4 separate regions of the Mus musculus genome follow, and all the other regions are linked to region 2. A link is a contact called in public HiChIP or PLAC-seq data. All regions are on one chromosome and are shown on one strand. The core of a region is the stretch at or near the end of the contact, and the rest is flanking DNA. Distances in the headings are between cores, read along the strand shown.

Region 1 (2,700 bases), core at 44-2,543, 360 kb before region 2:
GTCCCTTCTGCAGTTTTCTTAGAGGACAGTATCTAATACTAGCCACAATAACAGAGGCATCTTAAGTATAAAGCAATTGATTGAGAAATTGTGACTAAATGAAACCGTCTTCTGTTAGGTCATTTAGCATCCTACCGCGGACTGAAAACATTTCAGATGTGCAAGGCTTGATATCTCAGTCTCTGGCCTTTTGCCTACTTGGGTAATTTACACCCTAACTTAGTTATCATCATCATCATCACCGTTGACTCCATTAGCCAAGTTAAAAATTGTAGAATCACTCTTGACAACCTACTTCATTCTTCAAATCTAATTAGCCACTAAGTGTTAACGACACCATTTTCTAAAGACTTCATGCTTGGTTCTCTGTTTGAGTTTGGCCTTAAATGTCCCACAAAGATTCCCAGATGGCGATGCTATTGGGATGCAGTGGAACATGAGGAGACGGGCCTGCTGGGAGAGAGTTGGTTAAGGAGGATGCCCTTGAAAAGTATATGGCAGCCCTGGTTCTCACTACACTCCATCTTTGCTTCCTGGCTGCTGTGAAGGGAGCAGCTCTGATTACATCATGTGCTCCACCATGATGTTTCCACCATGATACTTTGGCTCTTTACCCTTGGCTCAACCTCATGGAGCCAACAGCCATTGATGGTGGGTCTTGAAACTGTAAGCCAAGATATCATCTCCTTCCTTTACAAAAGTTAGCTCGGATATTTTGTCACAGAGATCTTTTCAGGATTCCATTATCTTTTATTTGGCCCTTGATACCAACTTCTGACCTCTTGCTTTCATGCCTCGTTTTGCTGGTGGCTGAATTTGTCTCTCTAACACCTGATAAATCCTAGCCGTGCTTGATACCCTCCATGGTTTTCCCATTAACTAAAGAATTTATCACAGATCCTCTGGTGTGCCTTCATGTCTGACCCTCAGCCTAGAGTACCTCTCACATCGGCTCCAGTTCTTCCCACTTACAAGGACCTCAGGCGCTGCAATCATGTCAGAGGATCTCAGGCCTGCGTGCCTTTGTATACATCTGTCCCCTTTCCTTTTCTCATGCGCATGCTAGCTCACCTGGTAAGAAGCAGTTCAGAGGTTGTCCCCTATGCAACTCACCTTGACCCCCTCTGGCAAAACTCATTATGTCCTCTTTGCGTTTCTCCCAGCTGTCAGCACAAACCTTACTCAGCATTTGGCTGGTGTTATTTTAATTATCTGTTTTCACATCTGCCCTAGCCGACCTTAGTCATCTGGTATTCCCCAATTGCATCATCCGGAGAGCAGAGCTCCGCCCTAGAGGCTGCTGGAATGAACGGGTGCATTTCCTGTCGTGTATGGCACATGCCTCTCTTGTCCTGTGTTTAAGAGTTATGTCGAGAGACTAACTGGAGCAAGCTGAGATTAGACAATAACATCTATGAACATCTTAAGAGCTCCACTGTATGTCCAGCAAAACACACCTCTCAGATCACGGGAGGCAGGAGCATACTGAAGCAAGCTGTGGTGAGCAGGTGAGAAACATCAGTCTCTCTGAGAGAGGCTTGTGTTTGGAAAACCCTACTGATCTTAACTCCACTCTTAGTCACCCATAAGATGCTGCCAGGAACCTCTCTGGGGCTGGCTCGTCACAGGACACGTGCAGACTGTTTCCTAAGCTGTGCTTTGTTAAAATAGCACTTCCCAGTTGGCCTCAGGTATACATTTTAGGATCACTGGGTATCTTTAGGAAAACACGAGCAAGCACCCCTAGCCCTTTCTCTTCACTCACAGATGGGAGCCTGTCAGTGCACACCGCTCAGACTCTGCAGAGGAGAGGGCCATTGGGGAAAGGGGCCTTTCTATTGCTTGGCTCTCTACCAAAAGAACCTTCCTTTAAGCTCTCTGTGGGTCTGAGTGCATGCAGAGCACGGGTCTCTGGGGCAGGTAGGGCTTGGTGGCAAGAGACTTGGAGTCTCTGATAGAGCTGTAGCCCTGGGTTCACTTTAGAGAGACCAGCCGTGGTGATTTCCCAAGAGGCCATGGGTCTATCCAGATTGTAAGAACAAATGAGTAAACAAAGGAGTTTTCCCTTACAACATTAAATGCCTGACACTATTCTAGCCTCTCCTCAACTTTCTCCAAACCCACTGTGGGAGTTCCCCCATTTGCCCTGAGTATGGACTTGACAGCTCCTCACTGTGGTCTGACTTTGCCAGACAGTGACTTCGAAACGAAGGCCAATGGGTGGATCAGTTGCTGGACGCTTCAATGCTGGCTGTGGCATCTGGAGGAGGAAAGACTTCCAAAACAAAGGCAGGTGAAGGGCAGGGAATCATGTGGTGGGAAATGCCTTCCTTCCTTTCTTTCCTCAAAGGGACATCTAGGCAAGCTGCCATTCTCTGCCCAGGGGACATGCAAGCTGGAGGTGGTGTTGACAAGGCTGACTGGAAACTGGAAAGACATACATAGTTGGTGAAGCGATGAGGTGCTGACAAGAAAGGAGGTTTCTTCTGAGAGCTCTCACTAGGGGGAGAAGGGTGGTTCACAGCCATGAAAACCCTAGTCCTTAACTCTGTGTCATCAAAGAAGGACCTCAGGGAGTCTCTGTGAGGGCAGAGCTACTCCGAGTCTGGCCTGAGTAAAAAGGCAGTCACCTTTCCTTGTCAGAAGCTTCAGAGCCAAGAGCGTATTCTAAGGAGACAGGTGTGCTTGGTGATGAGCATG
Region 2 (2,700 bases), core at 177-2,676:
CAATAAGCAACTAGAAAGACAATAGTCAAGGAACAAGCAAGACAATAAACACAAAGCCCCGTGATCACTCCGGCTGTTTCTAAGGATGATCAAGATATCTGAGCCTACTTCTTTGTTCTACCCTAAAACCAGATTCTTACTTCCTTGTCCTTGGCCAATGTCAGGTCCCTGCCTGAACTTACTCTTTTGTCATGCTCTAATGTCAAATTCCTTCCTGAGCTTACTTCCTTGTCATGGTCTCTTCTCCTCTCTCTCTCTCTCTCTCTCTCTCTCTCTCTCTCTCTCTCTTTCTTTCTTCCTTCCATTTTGCTTTTTCCTGTGCCTCCCCTTCCTATGAGATAGCATTGGCTGCTTGGTCACCAGTAAACCTTTCTTTCAACCAACCCACAGAGCAGTTTACTTTTGTGGTTTCACTGTGTCTTTGCTTACAAAAAGGAATGTGCCCATTCTCAGACATGACCTTTCTCTCTACCCTGGGCAGAAGCACTGTTAAGCTACTTTCTAGGTCTACAGATATATCTACTCTAAGTGCTTTGTAGAACTTGGATCAGATAACATGTGACATTTGGGCACATGTAAAGGTGTTAATGAACATGCTCTGTTATACAATAAAAATTAAATGAATTTAGGGTCACCTGAGTTCTTGAACTTACATATTTACTACTAGCTTTATGGCTTTGGGAAGTCATTTTATTTCTGTGTCTCTTTGTTTGTTTGGAAAATGAGATTAGCAGTTATCCTCTTAAAAGATAATAGTGAGAAATTAGATGATATGGCAAGTTCCTGGACAAGGTTTTGTTCAGTAAATATCGGTTGGTATCTGCATCCCTACATGCCCATAGCAGCATATGTAATTAATGGATGATTGATAAAAATGGTAATGTCATTCCTTTAGAATACCAATGGACTCTCAGTGACCCAAGGGAAAGGCAGTATCTATACTGGAAGATCTTCCTTTGCCTTTTGTCTCCCAGCCATTGTTCTCCTTCAACGTAGAGACAACACAACCCACAACAAAAGAACCTGAGATCAGAGGGAAAGCTTTTGGGGTCTGGTTCTGATGCTCACATACTGAAAGTTCTTAGAAAATTCAGGTTATTTCTCTCAACCTCTTGCATTCATTTTCAAAGACTTTTAATCTAATTGTTGTTGGGTTTTTTTTTTCATACTGTAGGACAAAGGAAGCTGGAATTATATACCTGAACAATGTGTGAACTATCTTTCAGAGATGAGCAATAGCATGGGACTCCTACATAGGAAGAAAGAGAAAAGGAAAGGACAAAACAAAGGATCTCATGCAAGGGAAAGAAAAGTTCAACCACCATTCATCAATGAAATTAAATCCAGAGATGTCCAAACAAAGCAGGAACTTTCACCATAAAAATAATAAGGCTGACTCACAGAAAAGAAATCCATTAGCATGCTAATCCAATTCCTCAAAATAAAGAGAAGGAAGACATTATGATAAGTTTAGTTGACTCATACTTACAATGCAGGGTGCAATGATTGAATCAACAGCTTGAAGGAAATTTGATAGAATACTCCAAAGTAGGAAACCTGCAAAACAATTCAGTCTTTATGGGAGAGACATGGCTGAGTCTTGAAAAAAAAAAAAAAAAAAAAAAAAGGATGCAACTTCTTTTTTTTTTTTTTAAAGATTTATTTATTTATTATATGTGAATACACTGTAGCTGTCTTCAGACACTCCAGAAGAAGGTGTCAGATCTTGTTAGGATGGTTGTGAGCCACCATGTGGTTGCTGAGATTTGAACTCAGGACCTTTGGAAGAGCAGTTGGTGCTCTTAAGCGCTAAGCCACCTCTCCAGCCCAGGATGCAACTTCTAAGAGAAGGTAGTGTAAGTTACACAAGTTTTCTGTAGATCCCAATTAAAAAAAAAAAAAACTACAATCCTACAAACTTTCAGAATAGTTAAGAGAATAGATATTAGTTGGAATTGGCTATTTAAGTAGTTTAGCTTTAACAAGGTAAAGAAAAGAATAGAAATAATCTTGGAAACTCTCCACATTTTGCCTTGTTGGTTTTTGATTTTTTTTTTTTAAATAAAGAAGCTAGGCAAATTACCTATCTTCTAGTCAGAAGCAATTATGTGAAGTTCAGATGGAGAAATATAAAGCTGGTGTCATGGAAATATTCAAATTGATAAATTCCAGCCTTTTTAAACAGGCTGAGGAGTTTTTCAAAAATAGCCATGAGGTAGGATCCATTATTAGCATAGAAGTAGGCTGAACATTCTCCTCTGAAATTACTCTGGCTCTTTATCTGTATCAAGTGATTTATGTCATGATAAAAAAGAAATCTTTGATCCAAAGGAACAAGGCCAATAACATTTTCCATTTATTTATCTCTTTCAAAGAATATATAGAACAGTAAAACATATACACATGCATGTATACATATAGATGCATTTATTTACATGCATAGCTAATGGATGCATAGTTTTCTTTCAACTAGGTATTAGGGATTTGCAGGCAATCAGAGGGCAAGGAATGTCGCAAAGATCACAGCACAGAACGGACCCAGCGCAGGAGATTTATTGGGGTGGGTGGTGGAGAGAATGAATGGCTGCCTCAGACTGAGGATGGACAAGAAGAGGGCAAGCTGTGCAGCATGGGTTTCATAAAGGGTATGCACCCCACAAGGACAGTGGAAATGCGTGGTGTTGGTGGCTGGTGATGATG
Region 3 (2,700 bases), core at 34-2,533, 510 kb before region 2:
ACTGTGGCTCCTCATGTTTTCGTTCTTAAGACCCGGTGCTTAGATGTTTGCTGTGTGTGTGTGGGTAAGAGGGAAAGAGACACAGATATACCATTGTATGCCATTGGTGCTGAGGGGCTGAGGGGCTGAAGGGCCGGACAGGAAGGTGGGGGGAGACTCTGACTCAGCATGAGGAATGCTGACTCATCCTGAGGAATGCTGGCTCACAACGGGAGAGAGAAGCCTTTCTCTGGAGATTTGGAGATAGTCAGTTTTCCAGTTTCCTTCAGATGGAATTGTAGAGCAGAAAAAAAAAGTAATGATCTCCCTGCTTCTCGCCTACAAGTTTTGTTTTGTTGTTTGTGAAGAACAAAACAGAACAAAGGAAAACACTTCGCCAAAAGATGGAATCCTTATCTGAAAAAAAAGACGTTTGGAACAGATTCTCCATTTTTGTCTCTGTAGCTTTTGTCCATCCTGTCCAGGTTTAATAACTAAATCCTTGGAAGCAGGAAGTACATTAGCACTGTTCTAAGAGTTTGTCAGTCCCTTAGGCCGTAGGATTATTTCCTCCCCAAGGTGGACACGCAGACTGTTATAGGAACCCGGAAAGGACCAGACCCAGGGCCATCGGAAGCTCTGTGGATCGCACTGAGCCACATTCACAAGGAGTTTCTGTAACCTGGCAGCCCATGTTCTCACAAGAGCCACGGCTAACCCTCAGCGTCAAAGGAGGCTGTGTTTCCCCAAAGGCTACTGCTTTCTGAAAAATCCATGACTGCAGCAGGTACTCGGAAAAAGTCAATGGTTTTTTCTGTCTTTTATTCGCTATTTTAGACCAGGCTCTTTTGTGGCAGTTTGTTATCAAGAAGTAATGAGTAGATTCTTCTGAGAGTTTGGACTCATTGCAGTCTAATTATGAAATAGTAAAGATTGTATAGGAATTCTCCTTCATAGGGTAAAATTGGTCCAGTGGTGCTGTTGGTGGGCAGTGGAGTTGCCGTGTTGTGTTCATTAAGCATAGGTGGTGGCTATTGTAACTAAGAGGGGATGAGACCCCAAGTTTATTCCACTATCTACGGGAGCAATTCTGCTCATGTCTAAAGAGAAACTTTAGTTTTGATTCCAAATGATTTCACTAAATAAAACATTAATAACAACCAGTTGAATGAATGCTAGTGGACCTCTCCACTAATATTTAATGTTTTAGAATGGATATGTTATCTTGATTACTGTTTTTTAATATCTAGTATATTTTAGTACATTTAGCTCGGAGGTTGTAATTCTGCATGTGTTCCACAAGGTGGCAGGCTTGTATGTTTGTAGGTTCCCTTTGGTTCCGTGCAGAGCAAGCTCGTGGTTATGCAGAAATCAAAGTTTTTCTGTTAAATGTTAACTGTTTTATATAGCAGAGCTTTACAGTTTAACTTTTATGATGGAATGCTCTCTGAGCCTCATCCCAGGCTTTCCTGGTGTCTTAAACGGTACAATGTAGTGTGGTTGTTATCAGGAAACCCTCTAGATAGCAGTGACTGCGTAGACTAAGGACTAAGATGGAGCAGTGAGGGGTGGAAGGGAAGGGATAGAGGCCCTGGCAAGGGCATGCACCTGGGCAGTTAAACGCTGCCTGATTCCATCTTGCTTTTTTTTTTTTTTTCCTTTATTTGCGTTAGTTTTCCTATTAATAATGCCAAGTGCTGGTCTCTAGTCTAGTGTGATAGAACATGGCTGCTTTCTGCAAAATTAAATAGCACACAGTGGCAGGCCAGCCCTGCCTTCTCTCAGGGGTTTTGTCATATCGGTTGAGGGGAGGAAGGCACTGTGACGTCTTGAGTTTTATTTATCACAGGCCACTGTGGCAAGGTGACACACCGTGGTGCTGGGAGAGGCGTCCTGTAGATGTAAGGTCTCATCTAAAGTATGCTAAGGGGTCTTTCCTGCAGTCCTTGAGCCTCTCGTGTGTAGACAGTTTGTTTGGAGGAGATGACACGGAGTACGGGGGTGGCTCACACTGAGTTTGGCTGTTCAAAGCAGTTTGTGGTTCTGGTGACACAGCATTGGGTAAGTCGTCTGTCTCCTGGACCAGAACATTAGTGTTCATCAAAGCTTCGCTCTTCCCTGCTTCCGGGTCTGTGGTGGTTTTGTGAGTCTGTACGGTAGCCAAGTTGTCTACTGACGTTGTTCCTGCCATTAGTTATTTGCATGTTTTTCCAGTCTTAATGTAATTTATAGGTGCTGGAGAGATGGCTCAGCGGTTAAGAGCCCTGACTGCTCTTCCAGAGGTCCTGAGTTCAATTCCCAGCAACCACATTGTGGCTCACAACCATCTGTAATGGGATCTGATGCCCTCTTCTGCTGTGTCTGAAGACAGTGACAGTGTACTCATACATAAAATAAGTAATTCTTTAAAAAAATAAAGGTAATACATAGAATTCACTGGCCCAAGATTAAGATCCTATCTGTGGTTTCATGAGCGCTGAGAGAGCAGTGGCTAAGGTACTGATGATTCAAGGCAGCCCTCTGCTTTTCTGGGTCTCTGTAATGTCCCAACACTGGCTCTGCTGTGGATTTTACACATGGCTGCAGTAGTTATCAAGTCATGGGAGTGTTTCCCCCAGTGTTGCACTGGCTGCACTGTCTCTTACACGCACACTATAGAGAAGCCACCAGCCGTTATGCAGGAGCTACGTTTTGCCTGACCATGGACCATGGACACTTGAG
Region 4 (2,700 bases), core at 138-2,637, 330 kb before region 2:
GGAAGCCCTGGGTTCAATCATTAGCACTGCAGAAACTGGGTGTGGCAGTGCATGTCTGTAATCCCACTTGGGAGGTGAAGGCAGGAGTATTGGGAGTTCCAAGTCATCACTGGCTACACAGCGAGTTAGAGGCTAGCCTGGCACACATAGACCCTGGCTCAAAAAAGAAAGAAAGGGAAGAAGACAGCAAGGAAGGAATAGAGGGAGGGAAGGAAAGTGGGAGGAAGGCAGGGAGAGAGAGCAAGAGAGAGACACACAGGGAAAGGAGAGGAGAGGGGAGGGGAGGGGAGGAGAGGAGAGAGAGAGAGAGAGAGAGAGAGAGAGAAAACAAATATGGCAGAATTTACATTATGGAGGTTATTGTGCAGATTAAATGTGCATAAAACACTCAGGCTTGAGAATTTCTGACTGAAAGTTTGTCTCTGCCCTTTGAGAAGACTATGTGTGATGTGACCTGAGGAGGCCTGGCCAGCAGTTTACCTGAAATCTTGCTGCTGCTTCTTCTCTTCCTTCCTTCCCTCCTTCCCTCCTTCCCTCCTTCCCTCCTTCCCTCCTTCCTTCCTTCCTTCCTTCCTTCCTTCCTTCCTTCCTTCCTTCCTTTCCTTTGTTTATTTATGCAATGCCAACAAATGAGCATGTGTGTCGAACCAGGCAGCTTTTGATGAATCAGATTCGGTCCTGCTTTTGCCACTCTGGTGCCAATACATATCACAGTTGCAATCTAGGGTGGGCAAGCACTGCCCTGGGAAGCACACAGTCCTCAGGTAGCATTTGGGATGGAGTAGAAAAAGAAGAGACAAGGCTGACAGAGAAAGCCTGGTAAAGGTGATGTGTTCAGACCGTGGTCTAAGAGGTGGGGGCGGGGGACGCATCACCTGTAGGCATTTTGGCTGGGCTGAAGTGTTGAGAGAGGTGGGATAATTGTGACTTTGAGATATGGTAAGATAACAATCTGCTTGTGCTGGGAGTTTTCTCTTGCCTCCCCAGTGAGGTTCCAAGCCTCAGATGTTGATCCCATAGCCTCTTTGTTCACCAAAAATACACCTCTGTGGCATTCCTCACATTTAGAACTGGAGACTGTGATATCTTCATCCACAGAAACATGATGGATTGTAGCTCAACGTAGTCAGAATGATGCTCTATCTATCTATGCTCTATAACTGCACTCCATTTAACATGTCAAATGTAGAAAAGGGGAACCGGAGCCTTTCTACTGACAATGCAGAGCACCGTGTTGGCAGATCTAGCTGTTTGACTCTGACCCGAGCTTTACGCTGGCTCTGAGTGTGTTTAAATTTGAATTTGAGTGTTTTGCTGGGCGAGGCTGTCTACACTGTGTTTCCATGACACCATCACTCCCTGCTGTTTAATATCTGGCTCCCATCCTCACACTGATTTTACCTACTTGGCCCAGGGAGCTGCTGGCCTTGGGCGGCTTTTTCTAGGCAGCAGAGGTTAGAGATGCAGCCATTGTTTCGAGCTGATTCATCATCAGCCTGATGCTAATTCACAAAGTCAGGCATGGTAATTTGGAGGGGCTTCTCAATTTCCACTAACCAAAGGCTTTTAAGTCCCTCTTCTTCAACCCCCCTCCTCTTCTTTTATCTTGCCCTCTTAACACTTTACTTGGATAACACAATCAAATCAAATTCTATATATAAAAAGCATATGGGATGCGGGAGCCCTCAAAGCACAGGGTTGAGTTAGCCATATAGAGACAGTGTAGCAGGAGGAGATGAGATGGGAGACAGACAAGTAAGGAGGGTCAGTTCTGTTGGGTGGGTTGGAGAACCAGAGAAGAGTGTTTAGGCTGTGCTGGGGATCAAGATGAGACCAGCAGGAATTAGACAAAGGCAGGTGCATTATGGGTGGAGAAAAGGGAAAGCCAAGGCTTAGACACTCGGCCTGCTGCATGTAGACACTCGGCCTGCTGCATGTAGACCCTCACAGGTCTCACAACAGAGCTGCGGTAGGTAGGTAAGCAAGAGAGGGGCTTGAACTATAGATGCTGATGCTGTGGCGCTGCCTTCCCTCCCTACCCCTTCTGCTGGCCTGCAGGGTGGTACTTGAAACTTCCTGGCAGCACGCCAAGTTGAGTCAGGCACCACGTGCTGCCCTAGAGGAAGCATGCAGCATCTTTCAAAGGTTTTTTTGTTTTTTTTTTTTTTTTTTTTTTTTAAAGAAAAGAGTCCCAGGAGAGGAGAGGGGCTGAGTCAGTCCTGGCAGGAAAGTGGAGGACACACACAGACCAAGCCCAAAATAGCTCCTGGGGGCTGAGCAGAAGGAAATTAGATAACTGGTCTGGTCTGCGTGGGCAATGCTTTTGGAAGGCCAGTAAGACGGTGAGAACAGGGCAGTGGTCCCTTCTAGAGGTCAGGAGTGAAGGCTGGCAGGGGATATCTCTGAGCACGTGATTTTTAAAACCTCAGAATACAGAGCATTCTTCAGTGGATGCTAGCCCATAGGTGGATGGCAAGCTTACTAGCCTCGCTACCTGAAATACTCTTCTACATCTTTGGAGGTCACAGACTAGGGGCGGCTTTCTGGTCGGTCTTCCTGAGTGAGGGAAAAAAATCCTGTCATTCTCCTTGTGTCACCTCCCCCTGTCTCTTGGACTGTGGTGTCCTGTTAAGAAAACACGTCAAACTTTATATGCCCCAGAACAGGGGAACGCCAGGGCCAAAAAGGGGGAGTGGGCGG

What was found. HiChIP or PLAC-seq counts read pairs in DNA pulled down with a chosen protein or histone mark.
Region 1: a contact with region 2 is called in an H3K27ac HiChIP or PLAC-seq map of embryonic stem cells, with 5 read pairs. The contact joins two enhancer-like sites. A contact is called at or near these places in 1 of 15 datasets of contacts at CTCF or cohesin (the NIH/3T3 cell line), 15 of 484 Hi-C or Micro-C datasets (LSK cells, bone marrow-derived macrophages, brown adipocytes and 9 more), 7 of 115 datasets of contacts at active chromatin or transcription factors (embryonic stem cells, fibro-adipogenic progenitors, neural progenitor cells and 1 more) and 1 of 9 other capture datasets (embryonic stem cells).
Region 3: an H3K27ac HiChIP or PLAC-seq map of the NIH/3T3 cell line shows a contact between it and region 2, with 10 times the contacts expected there. The contact joins two enhancer-like sites. A contact is called at or near these places in 3 of 39 promoter capture datasets (the 3T3-L1 cell line and embryonic stem cells), 7 of 15 datasets of contacts at CTCF or cohesin (CD8 T cells, the NIH/3T3 cell line, embryonic stem cells and 2 more), 153 of 484 Hi-C or Micro-C datasets (the 4T1 cell line, the AML12 cell line, B cells and 82 more), 33 of 115 datasets of contacts at active chromatin or transcription factors (the 230-238 cell line, the NIH/3T3 cell line, PVALB interneurons and 17 more) and 6 of 9 other capture datasets (adipose tissue, bone marrow-derived macrophages, embryonic stem cells and 3 more).
Region 4: a contact with region 2 is called in a CTCF HiChIP or PLAC-seq map of the NIH/3T3 cell line, with 7 read pairs. The contact joins two enhancer-like sites. A contact is called at or near these places in 1 of 15 datasets of contacts at CTCF or cohesin (the NIH/3T3 cell line), 5 of 484 Hi-C or Micro-C datasets (the Ba/F3 cell line, bone marrow-derived macrophages, cortical neurons and 1 more), 4 of 115 datasets of contacts at active chromatin or transcription factors (all in embryonic stem cells) and 1 of 9 other capture datasets (embryonic stem cells).

Annotation. Positions count from the first base shown.
Region 1 is chr14:76,629,053-76,631,752 of GRCm38.p6, forward strand. No RefSeq gene overlaps it. Among named protein-coding and RNA genes, the nearest start is that of 1700108F19Rik, 47 kb to the right of the region's middle. Within about 2 kb of position 1,294, at least 62 of the 459 cell types and tissues checked have an H3K27ac peak or open chromatin away from gene starts, as enhancers often do. A contact at or near this core is called in embryonic stem cells, where this site is marked.
Region 2 is chr14:76,990,430-76,993,129 of GRCm38.p6, forward strand. No RefSeq gene overlaps it. Among named protein-coding and RNA genes, the nearest start is that of Lacc1, 45 kb to the right of the region's middle. Within about 2 kb of position 1,427, at least 12 of the 459 cell types and tissues checked have an H3K27ac peak or open chromatin away from gene starts, as enhancers often do. A contact at or near this core is called in the HL-1 cell line, the NIH/3T3 cell line, the STO cell line and 2 more, where this site is marked.
Region 3 is chr14:76,478,663-76,481,362 of GRCm38.p6, forward strand. The region is part of intron 1 of Tsc22d1 (TSC22 domain family, member 1); the gene reads left to right. Among named protein-coding and RNA genes, the nearest start is that of 4930444M15Rik, 41 kb to the right of the region's middle. Within about 2 kb of position 1,284, at least 105 of the 459 cell types and tissues checked have an H3K27ac peak or open chromatin away from gene starts, as enhancers often do. A contact at or near this core is called in the HL-1 cell line, the NIH/3T3 cell line, the STO cell line and 2 more, where this site is marked.
Region 4 is chr14:76,656,229-76,658,928 of GRCm38.p6, forward strand. The region is part of intron 2 of 1700105F02Rik (a long non-coding RNA gene); the gene reads right to left. Among named protein-coding and RNA genes, the nearest start is that of 1700108F19Rik, 20 kb to the right of the region's middle. Within about 2 kb of position 1,388, at least 111 of the 459 cell types and tissues checked have an H3K27ac peak or open chromatin away from gene starts, as enhancers often do. A contact at or near this core is called in the NIH/3T3 cell line, where this site is marked.